Regions from separate parts of the Hordeum vulgare genome. Here region 2 is linked to region 1. The links are chromatin contacts, called in public Hi-C maps. All regions are on one chromosome and are shown on one strand. The core of a region is the stretch at or near the end of the contact, and the rest is flanking DNA. Distances in the headings are between cores, read along the strand shown. Region 1 holds the start of LOC123444627. Region 2 has its middle 25 kb from the start of LOC123440385.

What was found. A called contact is a pair of places that touch in the nucleus more often than the background predicts.
Region 2: a contact with region 1 is called in a Hi-C map of leaf, with 2.0 times the contacts expected there. The contact joins the enhancer-like site here to the promoter of LOC123444627 in region 1. A contact is called at or near these places in 2 of 6 Hi-C or Micro-C datasets (leaf and seedling).

The regions. Positions count from the first base shown.
Region 1 is chr3H:518,820,799-518,826,684 of MorexV3_pseudomolecules_assembly, forward strand. It overlaps LOC123444627, which reads right to left and starts at 2,315. Exons shown (of 2, transcript XM_045121415.1): 1 at 1,315-2,315; 2 at 1,130-1,221. The coding sequence starts at 1,817. The coding sequence ends at 1,335. LOC123444625 (4-diphosphocytidyl-2-C-methyl-D-erythritol kinase, chloroplastic) reads left to right here. Exons shown (of 11, transcript XM_045121411.1): 10 at 434-519; 11 at 706-989. The coding sequence ends at 818.
Region 2 is chr3H:518,946,777-518,952,662 of MorexV3_pseudomolecules_assembly, forward strand. No RefSeq gene overlaps it. Among protein-coding and RNA genes, the nearest start is that of LOC123440385, 25 kb to the left of the region's middle. Within about 2 kb of position 2,910, at least 2 of the 3 cell types and tissues checked have open chromatin away from gene starts, as enhancers often do. A contact at or near this core is called in leaf, where this site is marked.

The sequences.
Region 1 (5,886 bases), core at 1,065-3,564:
AGGGCACATTCTCTTACCAAACTATGAAGAACCTGGTTATTCCAAAGTAGTCTTATTCTAGCGTTAAATCACTACTCCATTAGAGGTTTCGAAAAAAAAAACTACTCTATTAGAGGAGTATCATACTATTGTATTATCCTGTGTCTCTTGTCTCAGTTTATATTTGACTTCCGTCAGAACATTATGCTTTGCCCTGGTCTTGAGCCCATTAGATGAGTCTTTTTGGCAGCCCCAGTTATGCAATTTTAGCTGTGTAGTCTTATTCTTTCAAGTTTCAGTAGCAAAAATGTCTTAGTTAACGTGTGGGATTCCATGCTACAAGGGCGGATATTACCTCCCTATGATTGTCCAACACTCATATGTGCATTGAATTAGGAACTGCATTTGCAGTCACCGTATTTAATTCGGACAACATTGTGAATGCTTCATGCAGTGGAAGCACGATTGTCGGAATTGGTTCCCCAGACCCACCTGCGTTTGTGTATGACGATGAAGACTACAAGGACGTTTTTGTGTCAGGTATGCTGGCTGTTGCATTTCACAGAGTTTATGTTTCTCATCTATACTCGGTCAAAACGCTTACCTGAATTGCTGAACACATGACAAAACTGGATTGCTCATATCCGATTAGACAAAAGGAGTGTTAAACAAACAATCTGGAACCTATATTGCGCTAATTTCGAATCCTTCGTGTTTTTGGTGCAGAGGCTCGCTTTCTCACTCGCGAGGAGAATGAATGGTACAGGGAACCAATGTCATCGAGTGCCACGTTTAGCAAGGAAGACTCACTGTCAGAGGCAGCACCGGTCGTTGACTGACTGAGTGAGGCTCTGTATTTGGTCTCAGTTTTGTGGTTGTGGTACACAGGTGTGAATTTGTTCCAATCCATGCTGACATGAGAAGAACAGCTACACTATCAAGTTTGTTGATAAGAAAAATCGAATTTGTAATGGGAAACGGCAACGAAATTAAGCAAATCCTGGAATTAACTACTCGTATTTCAGTAGGTACCTATCACCAGTTCACCAGCATGCGCAGCCATAAGGAATCACAATTGTTTCCAGATCACTTGGCAAGAAGAGTTGGTGCATTCTGCATGAGAGAAAAACACCAGGTTTGGTTCTAGATATAAGAGGAATCAACGTTGACTTCAAATCTTCCATTCCATGAGAAAAACAAAGCTTTGGCATAGATCCCGTTCAACTGCAACCATCACATGATCTAGCAAGGAAGAGAACAACATTGACGCCCTTGAAATCTAAACTGAGCTGCGGAGAAGAAACTAATCGAATCAAGGGAGTCGCCGTCCGTTACCACTCCAACTCCAAGCAAAGTCATCGTTCCGATTCCGATTCAGTTTGTCTTGCCGGATGGCGACGGCCCCGATCGTCCACCGCCGCCACTGACTGTGAACTCCCGTCTTTGCCATCCTCGACTCCGGTGGCCGAGGCCGTATCCTCCTCCACCTCCTCCTCCTTCACAGCCGGTGAATCTTCCGGGCCGAGGGCCTCCTGCTCGGCGGCCACCGGCGGGTTGAACGACCCAAACTTGGGCGTCCTCTCCAGCGCCACGAAACCGCCGGGCGCGTGCTGAAAGGAGAAGGACGAGCCGCCGTCCCGGTTCCCGTCCGCCTCGCCGTCCCCGCCCTTGGCCGCGGCACAGGGCACGTCGTCGAGCGCGGCGACGCTCGCGCGGCGCCGCTTCGCCCCGGGCCGCTCCTCCTCCCGGCCGTCTACCGGGGCCGGGCGCTTCTCGGGGACGGGCAGCGGAGGCGGCGCGGGCGGCCCGGAGCCCTCGGCCCGGGCCTCCGCCGCCATTCGGGCCTGGAGAGCAGAGAGCGTTGGGCTGGCTGGCGGAATTGGGCGAGGCGGGGTGAGGCTCGGGGAATCCGCGGGTGGGATCGGGAGTGGGGTTTTCTATTCCGGCCGAGTCACGGTGCGCGTGCTCGCCTCCGCCAGCTTCCCTTTTGTGGCCAGTCGATGACGATTGACGGCGTGAGGGTAACATGCGAGCCTTGTGGGACGGGACGGGACGACACCGCCCACGCTGCCCTCTCCTGCCGCTCGTTGCTGCACAGCACAGCACAGCGACGGCACCATTGCTGCGACACCGGCGGACGAATTCGTCCCGCCGCCTGAATTTTTTGTGAAGAAATGGGAACTGAAATTTAGGCCCTGTTTGTTTCATAAGTCCTAAAACTTTTTCAAGTGTTAACTTATAAGTCATAAGTCCCTACCTGTTTATTTACAGTTTGTTTACAGGGACTCATAAATCCCGAGTTCCTACCTGTTTGTTTACACGGACTTATAAATCCATGTTGCACATAATAAAATACACTTGTTCACATAACCCTTGTTCATACAAATGAATTGCAGAATAGTCATCAGTTCCAAAATGTTATCAGTTCCATCCTTTTCAGTTATTATACAGGAAACGGCAACAATACTAGTGCTGAATTCTGTTTTCCTATTCTACCTAGGGAACCAGCAACATGAACCATGCGTACTGCTGGAGTAGCAGGACCAGAAAACTCCAGCGCAGATAACGGGACGGGGGGGGGGGGGGGGGGGACGGACCGAGGGAGACCGGGTGGCGACGGGGCAGGGCGGCGATCGGGCGGCGACGGACCGGGGACCGGGCGGGGCGGGGCGGCGACCGGGCGCGCGGCCAGCGGCGATTGGGGCGGTGCGAGCGACGAGCGAGCGACGCGGCCACTGGATCGATGCGGGAGACTTCCGCGGGCCTAACCAGCAATAAGTCCCAATAAGCTCCTACTAGAGAGTCTTATTTGATAAGTCCCAAATAACCATAATAAGTCCCAATAAGTCCCTTGTGTTTGGTTTAGGTGGGACTTATAGGGACTTTTTTAAGTCCCAAAACCAATGTCCCTGGAAACAAACACCCTCTTAGACGCCACGGTCATAGTTCATGTCAGCTACAGCACCAACGGCCGGCACACATAATTTCACGCCGGCAAGAGCGTCAACGGCCAACACACGTGCCAACCTACAAAATAAACATCTTCATAGTTTCAAGTCAACAAGAGCGTCAGCGGCTGGCGCACATGCCAGCCTATAAGATGAACACCCCTATCGCAGCATGCTCGTGAGTCGGATGAATACCGCCCGTTTCCAACATTGTGGAGAAGCTCGACGACCGGTCCTGTGCAGGGCGAACGGCTGACAAGCATGTGCTCGTCGAGGCCATGATGGCAACGGAAAGAGTGGTCGGCTTGGGTCAGCTAAACACTAGCATGAGGAGGGTGTGCGTTGTCACCGCCTGTGTGGCCTTGACGACGCGGGCCTTGTTGTCCTCAACGACGGCCTTGTGTTGCACGGCGATGACCTTGAGGACGGCTTGGGTCACACAGCTTTCCGATCCGCATGTAACAACCCAAGTGTAGGGGCCTTCGCCCCTGGCGAGTGCATCATGGTCCTCGCAAAAAGCCATCTAAGCTTTCTCTATGCAAACAGAGCGTTTCAGGACCTCGATTTGAGTCACGGCGTCGTACAACTTCCGCACTAAGCCGAAGTAACTGCTCGGAAGAGGCTCGGTAGGCCACAACCGTATGTAGAGGTCCTTCATGGTAGGCTCCGCCATCCTGTGCAACTCCATGAGCTGTTTCATCTTGGTAGACGAGAAGGGGGTTGGGCTCGGGAGTCTGAAACTGTGCGCAGAAAAGCCTCTGCTCAACGTCCCCATCTTGGGCCGCGTAGTGCTTGGTCACGTCTGCTACACTCCGTGGAAGGTCCGTGAAGGCGCATAGGGAACGCCATAGCCGTGTAAGAAAGGCAAACCTGTTTCCACCAAAGACACATTGCAGTAAGTATGTCTTACCATCCGCAATCTTCTTGGCTTGGCGCACTTCTTCTTCGAAAAAACGCCTTTCTACCCGCTCTGATTTGAGTTCGGAGGACAACTTGGATAGCTCAGCCGCTTATTCTTTAGATTTTTGTTCCAAGGCCTCGCTCTTAGCGCTCGCATCTTGAAGCTTCCGCTAAACCTCAGCCACCCTAGCCTTGTTTCCGCCTCTCTCAACCTTCAACGAGTTTAGCTCGACGGCTGTCTGTTCGGCCACCATCTTATGAGCGGTGGCCTCTTGCTTGGCCTTCTCCAGTTCGGCCCTGAGTTTCTCAAACTCCACGTCCATAGCTCCTCACATGAATCGAAATCAAGATGTCATATACCAAAGCCAGACGGTACTAACCTATTTAGTACAACAAGAGTCTTAGCGCCACGCATCAAGCTTACCCTGCTTCTTGTCAAACCGACTATTAAGACGGATGAGCTCCTCATCGGAAACCTTGAGTTTTTCGGTTCAGCCCGGCAAGTTCAAGGGCGTTGGTGGCCACAACCGAGGACAAGGCCTGCGAGACAAGTTATGGATTGGTAAGCATCCGAGCTATCGGAACTGGGACATTCGGTCGAAGTACCCCCCTTGAGCTGTTATAGTTCAAAGGGTCCCCGAACTGTTTTTGTTCATGACTATAAGTTCTTTTGAGTCACGGGTAAGTTCTTCAACTCACCCATGGCTCGAGGGCTATTATACCTATAAGGCATGTAAAACCTTATAAATAAATCTAACACTACATGGTTTACCTTGAAGCCCGCCAGCAAACCGCTGAAGGCCCCGTTGAGTCCGATATCAACAAACTGAATTGTAACGACCAAGATGCGGTCCTTTCCGATCTGGGGATCGAGGTCCCGAATTGGAAAGGAGTGCATCTAAGCGTCTCGCAAACAGGTAACACATCACATACATAATAATAAAAGATAGACAATCAGGGGTTCAATTGCCTTCTCATAAATATATCAGAGTACATCACGCATACAATCAAAGTAGTTCTGCTACGGACTACAAAACAAGAGGAAAGGCTATGCTAGCCTGCTTGTTGGCCCACGATCGCGACCACGCCTCAATCTTCTAAATAGTTCACGTACAGGCGGTTGGACTCCTCGTTGTACCGCCACGCCAGTTGCGTGCCGTCGGGATCACCTGTCTCCGGGGTACCTGAACCTGTTGATTTTGTGAAGAAATCTGTGAGCCACGGGGACTGAGCAATCTATGACCTTGGTGCCAGAACTAGTCAAGTTATTAGGTTGGATAGGTTGAGTGTTTAAGGTTGCAGCAACCTAAGCTTGAAATGGTGGCTAACTTACGTAGAACATTTATGAAGGTGGACTATACTAGCGGTCGAGAGTACCTAATCACTAAGTGATCCTGAACACCTACCTACGTCATTCATAACCCCACCGTGTTCCCGATCGAAGAGAGATCTTTCAGGGGACAGTCACGGTTACGCACACGGTTGGCAATTTTATTAGTTTATGTTTAAGTTATCTAATACCGGATGTTAACAAAATATTCCAAGTTGCCACATAACCGCGGGCACGGCTTTCCGAAAGATTAAACCCTGCACGGGAGCTCCAACTAGCCCATCACAAACGTAAACAGGCCGCAAAGTAATCCTCTATCACGAATCTCGTGATCTCGTCGGATTCCTTAGAGGAAAACCTCAACTCTGGGGAGAACCAAAGCTTCACCGGGATTCATATATGCAAGATATATCGCTAAGGTAAGGCAAAGCTAGCAGGACCTCCCGACGTGTCGACGACCCTGATAAGAGCCGCGTATCTCAGTCTCAGGACACGCCGGATGAGCACAGCGTACAGTGGCCTGATAGACATCTCCCGAGTTGCCCCGGGTTGGCCCCGCACACGACTCTAGTTTGGACCAACACTCATGAGGAGCATTGGCCCGGGTTGTTGATTAAATTCCTCGGGTAGGCCATCCCCTATGCAGATTATTATTAAGTGATTAGCAAATTAACACCAATGTTGGGTCCTACCGGACAAGCCTTAACACTACGCGATTTATCGAGGGGG
Region 2 (5,886 bases), core at 1,660-4,159, 130 kb after region 1:
TTCGACGTGCTCTTGAGGTTTGTCGATCTGAAGGCTGTACATCAATTATTTTGGCATCTGATTGCCTGTACATGGTGAAGAAGATCAGGTCTATGGTTCAAGATCGATCAAGAGTAGGTGTTGTTGTCTGAGACAACAAGTCTCTTGCGTCTGGGTTTTCTATTTCTTCTTTCTTACATGTCACGCGTGGTTTGAACGTGGTGGCCCACAAATTAACTCGGAGTTGTGAGCTTGTTGTAAATCATTTTTATCATAGTGTAGTTCCAGATTGTATCAAGAACGAACTTTGTTGTGATGTTCTGTAATCAATGCAGTTATGTGATTCTCAAAATAAAATCCTGGATTTACCACCGTTGAAGTAATGATCTATTCTTTCAAATGTTTTTTCGCTATGTTGTTCTTGTCTCCTTTTCTAGGGAGGTGCCTTGTAGGTTAATTGTTCTATCTCTACTTTTCCATTTTGCACATCCCTTTCTCTTCTTCCCTTTTTGCTATAAGAATGTGCTACTTTAAATAAAGTCTCACTTTCTCCCTTACATTTGAAAGCTAGATATATAAAGCATATTGAGACTATGAAAGCATGATAAATTTGGTTGAAAAAATTGTAACTCGATGTGCTATGGCTATGACTAGAAAGCTTAAGATTGATTAAAAGATGATGCGTTTCAAGTCTACATATAGTATGAGAATATATTGTACTACATTATGTGAGTAAATTTAGATTGTCAAGACAAGCACCACAACAAAATAATATCGTAATTTTACGCTCATACTATTTTACTGCACCTCATTTTTTTATCTTTTTATCGAAGTGGAACATGTTGGCATTTGTTTTTGCCATCAACAATGCTCTATTAGTAGTCTAGTTTTGGATTTTATTGCTTGACCTATATTACCCTATGCAAATTGGCACTGAACACATGCACACTCAATGCATAATACTTAAAACACATGTATGTACTTATATCCGTATTCTTTTCATCCATGAACTAGCGCATTACTACAAAATAGGGAACTAAAATCTCTATGAATAGACTAGCACATTTACTAAGAAATGCTCTATATTGCTCTTTGGACATACAGTTCAATTATCATAGCACATGAGGGGAAGCCGCTATCATAGCGCCGAAGGTACAAGCGCTACACTAGGACTTAGTGTTTGTCCACTGACGAGGTTAGAGAGCATATAAGAGCTAGGACGAGTTGAAAATTCTCTAAGTCAGCGTATAGCACCTAAGACAAAGGTTTCACACGATAAAGTGTAACGCCTAGACGAAAGGCTTCACACAATCATACGTGAGCCCTGACTTGACTGTGTGAGGCCATGTTGGCAGGGAGTATAGCGTTCGTGACAACGACGCTACCGAGTGTAGCATAGCGCCTACGTGTTAGGCGCTACCCAAAAGTGTTAGGCGCTACCCAAAAAAGTCATTTTTGTCGTTTTTGCCGAGGGTGACACACATATGTAGCATGGCATCGCATGAAGCTTCTACAAATCGCTATAGAACCAAGCGAATCTTGTAGTGCTATTTTTCATTGTGTTGCACCGTCTTCATAGTTTAGGGGTTTTCCGTTTCTTCTTTCGATATGTTTCATTTCTTCGTGGGTTTCTTTGGATTTATTAATATTCCACCGATTTTCTTTGTTTTTACTTTCTTTTCTTTTCTTTTGTTCTTTCTTCATTTTTATTGGTGTTTTATTCTTTTTTTCTTTATTTCTTACGTGGTTTCCGTCGGTCTTCTTTGTTTTCCTTGTTTATTTCTTTGTTTTCACAGCTTTCAATCTTTCACATTGATTTTCTTTTTTATTTGTTTCTTTTATCAATTTTCATCGGGTTTTTTTTTCAACAGATGCCAACATTGTTCAGTACTCATTACCTTTTTTTTTGTATACATTATGAACATATTTATATGCTCGTTCAACATTATTGAAAATATGATTAACCTTTTTTAGAAGGAATTTATCTTCATAACCAATATTTTTCATATACATTATACATTTGTGGTATATATCCAATACATCATAGACATGATTAATATTTTTTAATACACGGCAAACATTTTTTGTATACATTACATGGGTATGAAACATTTTTCAATACACGGCAAACATTTTTCAATGGCAATAAATATTTTTCACGCACAACTTCCATTTTTTGTATACGCCAGGAATATTTTTCATACACATGTCATATTTGCAAAAATATGACCAACATGTTTCATACACATTGTATTTGTTTTGTATATATTTTTTGTATACATAAAAATAATAAATCTATACACATTTTCAAAAATTCAAATATTTCATTAGCATTTTTCCAAATGCATGATTAAGGTTTTTCATACACATTGTATATTTTTATATACATTATTCAAATAGATGAGAAATAATTTATCTACATATATTTAATATTATTTAAACACATGATCAACATATTTCCATACATTGCTTTTGTTTTATATATATCTTTTTTGTGTACTTGACAAACATTTTTTATAAGCACTTAATTCTTTTAAATAATTTATTGACATTAAATCAAATGCTTTTCAAATAATCCCTCCGTCCCAAAATAAGTGTCGAAAATCTATAACTAAACTAGTACAAATTTTATACTAAGTGAGTGGCACTTATTTTGGAACGGAGGGAGTATATTTCTTAAATACGTGATCAATATTTTTTAAACAAATTGTTTTTTAAATGTTTTTGTATACATGACAAACTTTTTCTCAATACACATTTGATATTTCTTTAATACCTTCTTTACATTTTCACCAAATGCTTTATTTAAAGTGTAAGTTCCATATACATATATATATAATTTATATTACTTTCTTGAGAAAACATTTAGAATATTTATATGGACTGTACTTAGTCTGGAGCCTGATGCGAGGGAACATACATGTAAAAGCCACTATTTGACGCACCGTGCATCAAACTAAAGTGGCGCCGCAGGGGGGGTCGACAAATGGGCCAGCCCAGTACAACAGCGTCAAAAATATTCCTGTTTCCTTCTTTTTCATAATTTCTGTGTTATTTCTTATTTAGTTATTTAGTTTTAGTTTTTTTTACTTTTTCTATTTCAATATTATTTTAGATTTTTAAACCTAGTTCACGTTCAAAATTTATTGTTAAATTTCGAAAAATGTTCTTTCTGTAAAAATATATTCCAAATTTCAAAATATAGTCATATATTAAAAGCTTTCTGATAACTTCAAAAGATATTTTTATTTCTCAAAATAAAATATTGTTTTCGTTTTCAGTTTTGCATTTTCGTATTATATTTTTCCCTTTTCCTTTTTTTTTTGATATTTCACAAATTTTATACTGAATTTCAGAAAATGTTCTCACGTACAAATGTTTTTTCACAATCTTTATTTCAATATTCATAACTCAAAAACAATCCGAAATTACAAAAAATTATCATAATGTGGTCATTTAAAAAAGTGGGTTTCAAAAACTGTTCTCTTAATCACGAAGCTTCATGATTTTTCAAAATGTCTGTGTTTTGAAAAAACTGGAATTTAAGAAAATGTTCTTGTTTAAAAAAATTTATGATTTCATACAAATATTTTTTGTTTCAAATATTTGTTCCTTTTTAAAATTTCTTCACGGTTTTCATAAAATGTTCATGATTAAAAAAATAGTCTTATTCTCAAAATTTGTTGACTGTTTTGACAAAATTATTTGTGTTTCAAAAAGTGTCCTGGAATTAAAAAAACAAATCAATTTTGGTAATACATGAACGAAACTTGAAAACAAGAGTATTTTTTAAATTTGGGAAAAGATAAATATTTTTTGAAATCCCCAAAATAATTATAGAAATCAATGTTCTTATAGTGATTACTTTTCAAATTTTAGAAGAAAGGAATCAAAAAAGAAACATTTTCTGAATAAGTCAAAAATACATTGATAAAGGAACATAATTTAAAAATCACGATTCTTTTAATATTTGTACTTTTCTAGATAAAGGGAGCATGTTCTAAAACTCTGGACAAAAAATTGAGGAAAGGAATATTTTTGAAAATTGTGACTAAATTCTGAACAGATGAACATTATTTCAAAAATGTGATGAAATTTTGGCAACATGACCATTTATGAAAATTTTAAACAATATTTGAACTTTTTTAAAAGCTAAAAAGGAAAAAGGAAAAAGAAAAAAAATATCAAAAGTGAAAAGAAAGAATCACCGAAATGAAAAAAAACTTAAGGAACGGCACGCAGATGAAGATGGGCAGGCCAATGGATCATGGGACCTCCTATACGGCACTACAGGCGCCGGTTTGCCCTCCCTGTGCCTGCAACACCCGCGTTGGCCGGCCCATCAAACAGCGCGGCACCCCTGCAGGCCTTGACAAATTTCATTAATTTTTGGAAACTAAAGTACGTCGATTTTGGAAAAAAAAGTTTTCCCAATAGGAAAATTTGTTGACAGATTTTAAACTTGGAAAAAGGTTCATTATTTTTCATATAAAGTTCAGTGATTTGGAAAACCGTTCATCAAATTTGAAAAAAATTCGGTTTTCAAAAAAGTTCATCGAAATTAAAAAATTCAAAAAAGGGTCATCAAATTTGAAAAAAAGGTAATCAGTTTTCAAAAGAAGTTGATCAAATTTGAAAAAGGTTCATCGAAATTTCTAAAAAAGTTCATTAGACTTGGAAAAAGTTCATCAAAATTCGAAAAAGTCACCAAATTAAAAAGAGTTCATTGATTTTGAAAAAACTTCATCAAATGTGAAAAAAGTTCATCGAATTAAAAAAAATCATTCAATTTGAGAAAAAAGTTCATCAAATTTGTAAAAACGTTCATTCGATTTGAAAAAAGTTTGATGAATTGGAAAAAGAGTTCACAAACTATAAAAATCATCAAGCCATGAGGTAACAAAATAAAAAAACAGAGTCGAAAAAAGAGAAGCAAAAAACAAAAAACAGAAGCAAAAAACGAAAACCAAAGAAAGAAATAAAAAAGAGCAATAGAAAATTAGTCATCTGATCGGGTTCAGTGGCGTGGTGGTTACTGCATGTTAACCCAAGCTGGAGGTCGAGAGTTCCATTCCCCGCGGCGTCTAGTCCTTTTTATTGTATTCAGAAAAGAAAACAATGCTGAAATGGGTCGGCCCAGCGCGGGTTGCTGCTGGCGTCTGTTAGCAGAATTGCACTGTAACGGGAGCATGTGGCGCCAAATAGGAATTCTGGTGGATCACGCCCCTGTGCGGTTGCCTGACTATTTGATATAAAGATTGTCAAATAGAGTTTTTCCAACCTACATCTCGCATGATTCAATCGTGACACCTTGCACCGTGCAGGCTCCTAACCATGAGCCGTTTGCCAATACACCAAACTTAAGCCATTGGACATAACGGCACAAAAACCCTATAAGAAACATTGCAGAGGTTGAGATTTAGACAAACTGGAAAATTCTTGTAAATTGCGGAATATGAAATGTCGAATATTTTAAAAAAGAATGAATTAAGAAAATGTGAATATTTTCTGAAATTCCTCACTATTTTCTGAGATCATGAACAGTTTATAGTTTTGGAACAAAAATTGTAAATAAAACATTTTTTAAATTCAGAACAAAATACTATGCGAACAAACTTCGTATTTGTTTGCTTTTTTAGAAATGCGAACAAAATTTGAAAACATAATATTTTTTTTTAAAATTTCTAACAAAATATTGAAATCGCGGACATTTTTCTAATAGATTATGAACATATTTTTAAATCTGAACATTTTTCGAAATTTCTGAACATTTTTTGAAACTTCTTGAAACACAAACACATTTTGAAATTGTGAACAAAATTTTGAAAACCACAACATTTATTGAAACTCTTGAACATTGGAATATGAACTATTTATTGAAATGGTGAACATATCTTGAAAACGGTA